Linked DNA regions of Pan troglodytes: regions 1 and 3 are each linked to region 2. A link is a contact called in public HiChIP or PLAC-seq data. All regions are on one chromosome and are shown on one strand. Each heading gives the region's core, a stretch centred on a gene start, on an enhancer-like site or on the middle of the called end of the contact. The rest is flanking DNA. Distances are from core to core; before and after follow the strand shown. Region 1 holds the start of GATD3 (glutamine amidotransferase class 1 domain containing 3). Region 2 holds the start of RRP1 (ribosomal RNA processing 1). Region 3 holds the start of PWP2 (PWP2 small subunit processome component).

What was found. HiChIP or PLAC-seq counts read pairs in DNA pulled down with a chosen protein or histone mark.
Region 1: an H3K4me3 HiChIP or PLAC-seq map of stem cell-derived excitatory neurons shows a contact between it and region 2, with 2.0 times the contacts expected there. The contact joins the promoter of GATD3 here to the promoter of RRP1 in region 2. A contact is called at or near these places in 1 of 7 Hi-C or Micro-C datasets (induced pluripotent stem cells) and 1 of 1 datasets of contacts at active chromatin or transcription factors (stem cell-derived excitatory neurons).
Region 3: an H3K4me3 HiChIP or PLAC-seq map of stem cell-derived excitatory neurons shows a contact between it and region 2, with 4 times the contacts expected there. The contact joins the promoter of PWP2 here to the promoter of RRP1 in region 2. A contact is called at or near these places in 1 of 7 Hi-C or Micro-C datasets (stem cell-derived neural progenitor cells) and 1 of 1 datasets of contacts at active chromatin or transcription factors (stem cell-derived excitatory neurons).

Annotation. Positions count from the first base shown.
Region 1 is chr22:44,729,103-44,731,904 of NHGRI_mPanTro3-v2.0_pri, reverse strand. GATD3 (glutamine amidotransferase class 1 domain containing 3) reads right to left here and starts at 1,353. Exons shown (of 6, transcript XM_054675320.2): 1 at 1,113-1,353; 2 at 797-849. The coding sequence starts at 1,253.
Region 2 is chr22:44,379,982-44,382,889 of NHGRI_mPanTro3-v2.0_pri, reverse strand. RRP1 (ribosomal RNA processing 1) reads right to left here and starts at 1,423. Exons shown (of 14, transcript XM_016938625.3): 1 at 804-1,423. The coding sequence starts at 936.
Region 3 is chr22:44,701,739-44,704,578 of NHGRI_mPanTro3-v2.0_pri, reverse strand. It overlaps PWP2 (PWP2 small subunit processome component), which reads right to left and starts at 1,352. Exons shown (of 21, transcript XM_531577.8): 1 at 1,133-1,352. The coding sequence starts at 1,150. It overlaps TRAPPC10 (trafficking protein particle complex subunit 10), which reads right to left. Exons shown (of 23, transcript XM_054675317.2): 23 at 2,019-2,840.

The sequences.
Region 1 (2,802 bases), core at 104-2,603, 350 kb before region 2:
TCCTGCCCTACTGGTTCGGCCTGCAGTCATTTCCAGTAACACAGGAAATCAGGCCACCAAGCACTCAGCAACAGCTGACCAGTTACATAAACAGTAACCTGTCTAGGACCCAGAAATACCACGCAACTGTTAAAATGATGTTGAGAACTGAATGAATGGGAATTACTTCCCATGCGTCAGAAACATTTGCAAAACACGGGTGAGTGTGATCTCAGTGTTTTCAAAATGTGTGTGTCCTGAAAAACACTCAAATGAAATGCTAAGTCATTTCTAGGCTCTAGATGACAGTATAAGCGACACTTAAAAACTGTTCTTCCTTAGCGTCTCCCTGGGTTTTGCGAGTCGTTTTTGCTTTTTTTTAGCCAAGGATAGGGTATTTAAAATACAAGCTCTCTCGGCCGGGTGCAGTGGCTCATGCCTGTAATCCCAGCACTTTGGGAGGCCAAAGCGGGAGGATCACTTGAGGTCAGGAGTTTGAGACCAGCCTGGCCAACATGGTGAAACTCCGTATCTACTAAAAATACACAAATTAGTTGGGTGTGGTGGTGCATGCTTGCAGTCCCAGCTACTCGGAAGGCTGAGGCAGGAGAATCGCTTGAACCCAGGAGGCGGAGGCCGCAGTGAGCCAAGGTCGCGCCATTGCACTCCAGACTGGGCGCTGTCTCAAAAGACAAAAAGTAAAAATAAAATAAAATACATGCTTTCTCTAAGCTGTTCAAAAAAGAGTAAACTTCACTGGTGGAGAGGCCTTCTCGAGGCCCCCGGGGTGGAGGACCAGCTGCCCCTGAGGACTTACGCCGAGGCCTCGTGGATCTCGGTCCCATCGTAGACTCCGCATCCAGACAGCACCTGCGAGAGGAGCGGGAGCTGACCCGGGGGAAAGGGGCCGACCTGGGCGGCGGGAGTTGACTGGGGGGAAAGGGGCCGACCTGGGCCGCGGGAGCTGACCCGGGAAAATGGGGCCGACCTGGGCCGCAGGAGGTGACTCGGGGTGAAGGAGCCGACGTGGGGCGGCGGGAGCGGACCTAGGAAGAGGGGCCGACCTTGGGCAGAGAACAGCGAAGGCTGATCTCTGGAGGCGGGAGCTGACCTCACCCCCTCCGTCCACTCACCAGCGCGACCCTGGCCGCGGGGCGCGGCACGGAGAGGTGAAGGGCTGCGCGCTGGGAAGGCGTCCGACCGCCGGGGGACAGGGACGTGAATGCAGATGCCGCAGCGAGCCTCGAGGCCACCAGGGCCCTCACAGCCGCCATTGCGGTGAGGACAGCGGGGTCGGAAGGTCACGCAGGCACAGAGCGTGCGCACCCACCCGTCTACAAACGCGTTGCTCGTCGGGACCGCGCCTGCGCAGCCTTCGGGGCGGAGCCAAGACCCGCCCCCGTCTCAGCCCTATCCAGTGAGTGCGCCGGTGGGCGGGCCCGCGCCTGCGCAGAGCCTCCGAATAGAGTTCCGGGAACCCTGTCTTCCTTCCGGTGGTGGCTGAGGGCTCGTGCTCGAGGCTGAGGGATGCTGGTGACTCCCGGGGCCCCCAGCCCCGCCCCCATCGGACGCCTCCACAGGCGGCGCACCCTTTCCGCCATCCGCAGAGCAGTCTTGCCTCGGGGCGGCTCAGTCCGGCGCTTCTTACCTTACCTCCGTCTCATCCTTAACTCACCACGAGCATCCAGGGTCCACATCCTCCTAAATGGCCACTCGTCTTAATCTCGGCGTCAGGACCCACGCGGGGTCAGGACTACCCCTCCGCTTCCATGACTGTCTCCTCGCGGCTCCGGCTCCCACGGAGCGACCCCTCCGGGTTTTACTGACCCCGGGATGTTCTATCCTGGAAACTGCAGTTCCACCCAGGGGCTTGATCTGGGTTAGTCTGGGGGCAAGTGAGCCGCCGATTCTGTTTGGGTTTTTTTTTTTTTTGAGGCGGAGTTTCCCTCTTGTTGCCCGGGCTGGAGTGCAATGGCGCGAAGTCGGCTCAACGCAACCTCCGCCTCCCAGGTTCAAGCGACTCTCCTGCCTCAGCCTCCCGAGTAGCTGGGACTACAGGCATGCGCCACCACGCCAGGATAATTTTGTATTTTTAGTAGAGACGGGGTTTCTCCATGTTGGTCTGGCTGGTCTTGAACTCCCGAGCTCAGGTGATCTGCCCGCCTCGGACTCCCAAAGTGCTGGGATTACAGGCGTGAGCCACCATTCCCGGGCGCTGTTTGGGTTTGTTTTTTTGTTTTTGTTTTTTACGTTCACAGCATGGACGGTCAGTGTGAAGATCCCAGCTGCTCGGGTCCTAGCTGGAATTCTTCCATTAAAAAAATCTATTTGTTATGCATGGGTTAGTTCACAGAGGAATAGCTGGATAAGTGCTGGCTTTTTCCCCGATTTACCCATTTTCAACCTAATAATTCAGGTTTTTGAAATAATGTGAATGGTTACTGCTGGCGGATGTTCACAGGGACACACTGGATTCTACAGACACATCTGATGATCTAGCCACGGCTGTCACTTTCCCCACTGCCGCGTTGTCCATCACTAGGACTTTACTGCCAATCCTCGCAAGATAGTGGGGAACTAGAATAACAGACATGGGACATTACCAGTTACAACCAAAGACAAGCTTGGCACATTTGACTGTCCTCGTTCCTGCTCCTCCGTGCCTGGCCCTCTTCAGGCTTCTCAGCTCCTGGGGAGCGGCCAGCCAGGGAGCATCAGCTGGTGGGAGCGATGGGGTTGTGGGATGGCACAAAAAAACACCAAGCGCCACTCAGAAAGGAAATGCCGAATGCAGACTCTCACTCAGTCGGTGTGGGGGCCAGG
Region 2 (2,908 bases), core at 174-2,673:
TCAGTTGACATTCACTGAAGTCCTATGTGTCTGGCAACCTGTTCCTGTAGCAGTGGTTCTCAGGCTGAGTGTGGGGAGCAGAAGCACTTGAACAGCTTCATAAAGCAGATGCTAGTCCTGATTTGGTAGGGCTGGGATCCTAGAACTTGCATTTCTTTCTTTTCTTTTGCGATGGAAATGGAGTCTTGCTATGTTGCCCAGGCTGGACTCCTGGGCTTTTGTGATCCTCCCCCATCGACATGCCAAGTAGCTGGGATTACAGGCTTGGGCCACTGCGCCCGGCATAGAACGTGTATTTCTAACAAATGTCCAGGGGATGCTACTGCTGTTGGGGGACCACGCTCGGAGAACCACCGGGTACCATGAACAAGAAGTAGATTCTCGGCCCTCAGAGAGGTACCCTCGAGTGGAAATCCGAAAACAATCCAATAATTAACGCAAACAGAAAACTGCAAACAGTGGGAAATGCTGCCATGAGGGAAAAATACTGGGTGCCCAAACAGCAGGGCAGCAGGAGTACATGGTCTACTGGAGGGAGGGGACGCCTGAGCTAGGAAAGGGGTTAGGGGGCTGGGGAGGAGCGTTCTCGCAGAGGGACCAGAAGTCACCGCACCACGAGGGAAAGCGGCGGCGGGGGCCGTGGGCCGGTAACAGCGGGAACAGGCCCGTGGACCCCGCCTGCCCGGCCCGGCCACGTGGAGGTTCCACAGGGCTCGGAGGGCCCCCAGCTCCGGCCGCCGCCGCCCACACCCGCACCAGCCCAGCCGGCCCCCGAGACGCCAGCCGCCCACACCCCCGCCAACCTGCGGCCCGCTGAGTCCTGGCGACGATGTATTTCCGGAGCTTCCTCACCGCCCGGTCCCGGGTCACCTGCTCATTCCCCGCCAGGCGCTGAGCCAGCTGGATCTCAGGCGGGAGCTGCACGCGCGAAACCATGACGCCGACGGCCGAGACCCCCTGTCCCGGAGTCGCCTGGTACCCAGCACACTGAGCACGCGCCTCCTGCGCCCGCCTCCTCCTGGCCCCGGCGCGTGGCGTGACGTCACAGCCCGCGACACCGCCCAGGCGCACGCCACCGCCGCGCAGTGGCCGAGCCGCGCAACTGCAGCCCCCGGAGGCCGAAGGCTACAGAGGGGGCGCGCGCTCCCTGCCTGTGCGCATGGGCGGAACCAGCGAGCGCGCGCCTGCGCCTGCGCCTCGCTGGGGCTGCGGTGGGTCGGGATTCTGAGGCAAAAATCTGTTGTTTTTAATCTCATTTTATTTATAACCCCACTTGTATTTTTTTCCTGAGACAGGGTCTCGCTCTGTTACCCACGCTGGAGTGCAAGGCGCGATCTCGGCTCACTGCAGCCTCTGCCTCGCGGGCTCCAGGGATCCCCCAGCCTCAGCCTCCCGAGGAGCTGGGACCACGGGCGCCACCACTGTCGGCTCGAAACTTTTATTTTTAAAACCAGGGGTGTGCCGGGCGCGGTGGCTCACGCCTGTAATTCCAGCACTTTGGGAGGCTGAGGCGGGTGGATCACGAGGTCAGGAGTTTGAGACCAGCCTGACCAACATGGTGAAACCCTGTCTCTACTAAAAATACAAAAATTAGCCAGGCGTAGTGGCGGGCGCTTGTAATCCCAGCTACTCAGGAGGCTGAGGCAGGAGAATTGCTTGAATCCGGGAGGCGGAGGTTGCAGTGAACCGAGATTGCGCCGCTGCACTCCAGCCTGGGCGACGACAGAGTGAGACTCTGTCTCAAAAAACAAAACAAAAAAAAACCGGGGAGGCTGCATTTGGCCTAGGGCCATAGTTTGACATACCCTGAAGCAGAAAAATGTTCTTTATTTTTAGAAATAACTGCAGAACTTTTTGGTAAAGGTGACCTGTTATGATGTCTGTAATTCATTCTGCAAAAAAGTAAATCATTACACGCACATATGTGTATGCAGATAAGCAACTATGGCACACTGTTAACAATTGTGGCGTTGGCCGGGCGCGGTGGCTCACGCCTGTAATCCCAGCACTTTGGGAGGCCGAGGCGGGCGGATCATGAGGTCAGGAGATCGAGACCATCCTGGTTAACACAGTGAAACCCCGTCTCTACTAAAAACACATAAAATTAGCTGAGCGTGGTGGCGGGCGCCTGTAGTCCCAGCTACTCAGGAGGCTGAGGCAGGAGAATGGCGTGAACCCCGGAGGCGGAGCTTGCAGTGAGCCGAGATCGCACCACTGCACCCCAGCCTGGGTGACAGAGTGAGACTCCGTCTCAAAAAAATACAATTGTGGCGTCTACAGGTCTTCATTGACCTATCTTCTGACATTTTCTATGTATGAAATTTTTCATAAAAAGTTGAAAAGGCTGGGAGTGGTGGCTCATGCCTGTAATCCCAACCATCACTTGGGGAGGCCAAAGCAGGTGGATCACCTGAGGTCAGGAGTTTGAGACCATCCTGGCCAACATGATGAAACCCCATCTCTACTAAAAATACAAAAATTAGCTGGGTGTGGTGGTGAGCACCTGTAATCCCAGCTACTCAGGAGGCTGAGGGAGGAGAATTGCTTGAACACAGGAGGCGGAGATTGCAGTGAGCCAAGATCATGCCACTGCACACCAGCCTGGGCGACAGATTTTGAAACTCTGTCAAAAAAAAAAAAAAAAAAAAGTTAGGAAACATTTAGCAACTGGTTTTAGAATCTGAATTAGTTCTTTTTGTTGTTGTTGTTGTGGTTGAGACAGAGTTTCGCTGTGTTGCCCAGGCTGGAGTGCAGTGGCACGATCTTGGCTCACTGCAACCTCCACCTCCAGGATTCAAGCAATTTCTGGCTGATTTTTGTGTTTTTAGTAGAGATGGGGTTTCACCATGTTGGCCAGGCTGATCTCGAACTCCTGACCTCAGGTGATCGGGCTGCCTCGGCCTCCCCA
Region 3 (2,840 bases), core at 103-2,602, 320 kb before region 2:
GCGCACAGACACGCACACCTTATATTCTCTCTCTAGCAGGAGGGGGATGGGAAGTGTGGGAGGAGGGGCTACTTTAGAGGGCGGTCACGGAGAGGCACCTGGAAGGGTCACCTGAGCTGGAATCTAAATGGGAAGGCACCAGCCAGGCCCTGAAGCTGTGAGTGGGCAGCGCCCTCAGGACCTCAGGGAGGAGCTTGGTCAGCAGAAGGACTTCAAGCGGCCAGGCAGGCTCCAAGGCACATTTTTTGCCACCTTGCAGTAGGAATGTGGAGCGGATGAAGTCCTGGCCTGTGAGGACGTGGATATGGTTTCTGGTTTGGTGCTGGGCACACAGCGGTGCCTCCACCAGCACAGGGGACACAGGAGCAGCACTCTGAGGGGCCAGTGCCACGCCCAGTTTCGGACAGGACAAGTGTAGTACACGGTGGGCTCAGCAGCAGGCGGCCCGTGCAACCCTGGAAGCGCAACGGTCAGGGCCACTGTGGGAAACACAGGCGTCCCCATAACCAGCCAGCTGTAGCAAACGCTTCAGAGACCCCCAGGCCGGCTCCGCGGCCCCCTCTTATTACCTGTCTCACCCGCCTCCCGCACTTCACATCTGGGACAAGTCTTCCCTGGCTCTCAAAGCTGAGGGCGTCCGCCTCAGGAATTCCCTCCGGCCTCGGGAAACAGAGCTCACACCTGGGTTCCCCGCCCTTCCGCTCACCTGGACGCTCGCACGTTAGGGGGCAGCCCCGGGCCCCGGGTCCCTGCTGTTCTCACCCCGCCTGCGCGCGCCCGCGTCCCCGCCCCGTCCCACCTCCTCATCCCTCCCGAGGGTGCTGTGCCCTCCCCGACTGCACCAACTCCAGCCTTTAGGTTGGGCCATACTCAGGTTAAAAATATCCCGGGACCCCGACAAATGTCCCTGTTCCCTCCGAGAAGCCGTCGGCGCCTCCGTCCCAGCTCTCCCAGGAGCCCCACCACAGCCCCGCGTCCCCGAGGCCATGGGCGCGCAGACAGCCGGCGACCCCCACGCGGCCAGACGCCGCAAAAGCAGACCACGCGCCCCCAGCCCGCCCGGAGCCAGCTCAGGCGCCGTCCACCGGAAGAGCCGCGCCGATCCAACAGACCGCCCGCCGCCCGCGCTCACCCGGTAAGCGAACTTCATCACGGCCGTCGCACGTGTGCCGCAGCTCAACCCGGCGGCCGCCCACAGAGACACTTCCCGGGGGTCCGCGCGGCACCGCCCACAGCACGCACTTCCGGGAAGCGACGGCGTGCACCGCCCACAGCGCGCGCGCCCGGGACGGGGTCGCGCACCACCGTCCGCAGCGGCCCAGGAGGCAGGAGGAGCTGCGTCGCCCTCGCCCCGCCCCGAGGCGGAGTTTGAACGCAAGAGGCCCAACCCCTCCCAAGGCGGGGCCTTCTCCGGGCCCCGCCCACACCCCGGAGCCACACAGCAGGGCGCCTCTTAGGCGCGCTCCAGCGCTGGGCGCGCTCCGCACGGACGCCCAGCCTGGCACAGCAGCGTCCACAACATCTGAGAGCGCTCTGCACACCCAAATGTCTTCGTTCTTGTGAACTATTGGGTAAGGAATTATGAATAAAGTTCCGAATGCTGGCCGGTGCGGTGGCTCACGCCTGGGAGACTGAGGCGGGTGGATGACCTGAGGTCAGCAGTTCGAGACTAGCCTGGCCAACATGGTGAAACACCATCTGTACTGAAGTACAAAAATGAGGCGCATGCCTGTAGTCCCAGCTACTCGGGAGGCTGAGGCAGGAGAATGGCTTGAACCTGGGAGGCGGAGGCTGCAGTGAGCCCAGATCGCGCCATTGCACTCCAGCCTAGGCAACAGAGCATGACTGTCTCAAAAAAAAAAAAAAAAAAAAAAAAAAAAAAATCCGAATGTTTCCCAAAAGGCAAATAATCTATGCCCAAGAGTCAGGAACAAGGACTAGGGAGATAAAACAATAAAATCTTCACATTACATACTGTTGTCACACCATGTCGCAGCAAAAGATCCAGTGCAAAATAGTTTCTTCTTAAAATGTGTATTTTCAGAATTACAATGCTTACATTTTAAACAGTCTTAATACAATGGTTTTAATCTAACAATATATTACATAATATGAAAAATGACTTTTCATAGTAAACCATGAAAATGGAATACCTGCAGTGTCAAAGTCACCAACTTGTCACCTTTTCCAGTCACAGAATCCCAACACATTGTATTAATGATGCCTGGGGGGGGTCTTACAGCCTGATGTATATAGGATGAATAAATGTAGAGAAAGGAGCATTTTCATGAAAAATAAAATTTAAAAACCAGGTAGGATTTATTTTAAAGAACACAGTTGAAAGTAAAACATTTACATCAGCCCAGTTTGCCCTTTTATAAAAAGTAGTATAGCTTTTCATTTTATATACAAACCTGCAGTGTCTGATTTCATTTTAAAACTTAATTTTAAGCACTAAAGAAAATTTGAATAGAAGCCTGTGTGTATTTTCTCTGCTAATTCTGTATGGGATATCTGGCATCTCCACTAAGAGTAATTAATACAGGAATCTGACCCTCCTAGGCTGTGCTGACAATGGAACTGTTGTAGGTAAAGTCATTTTCAGATTAAATACAACAATTTCCACATTAGAATCAGAAGAGTTATAATTTTTCCAATCATAGGACATCCCATGAAATTCACAAAAATTATAACATTTTATTTTCCATTTGACAGTATTTACATGTTCCACAGATATTTGTAAAACGGCTGCAAATTCCTTGCTTTTCAGATACACATTGCATATCTGGCTTCACAATTATTTAACATCTCTTTATCAACCAAACCAGCTTGGCTCAAAC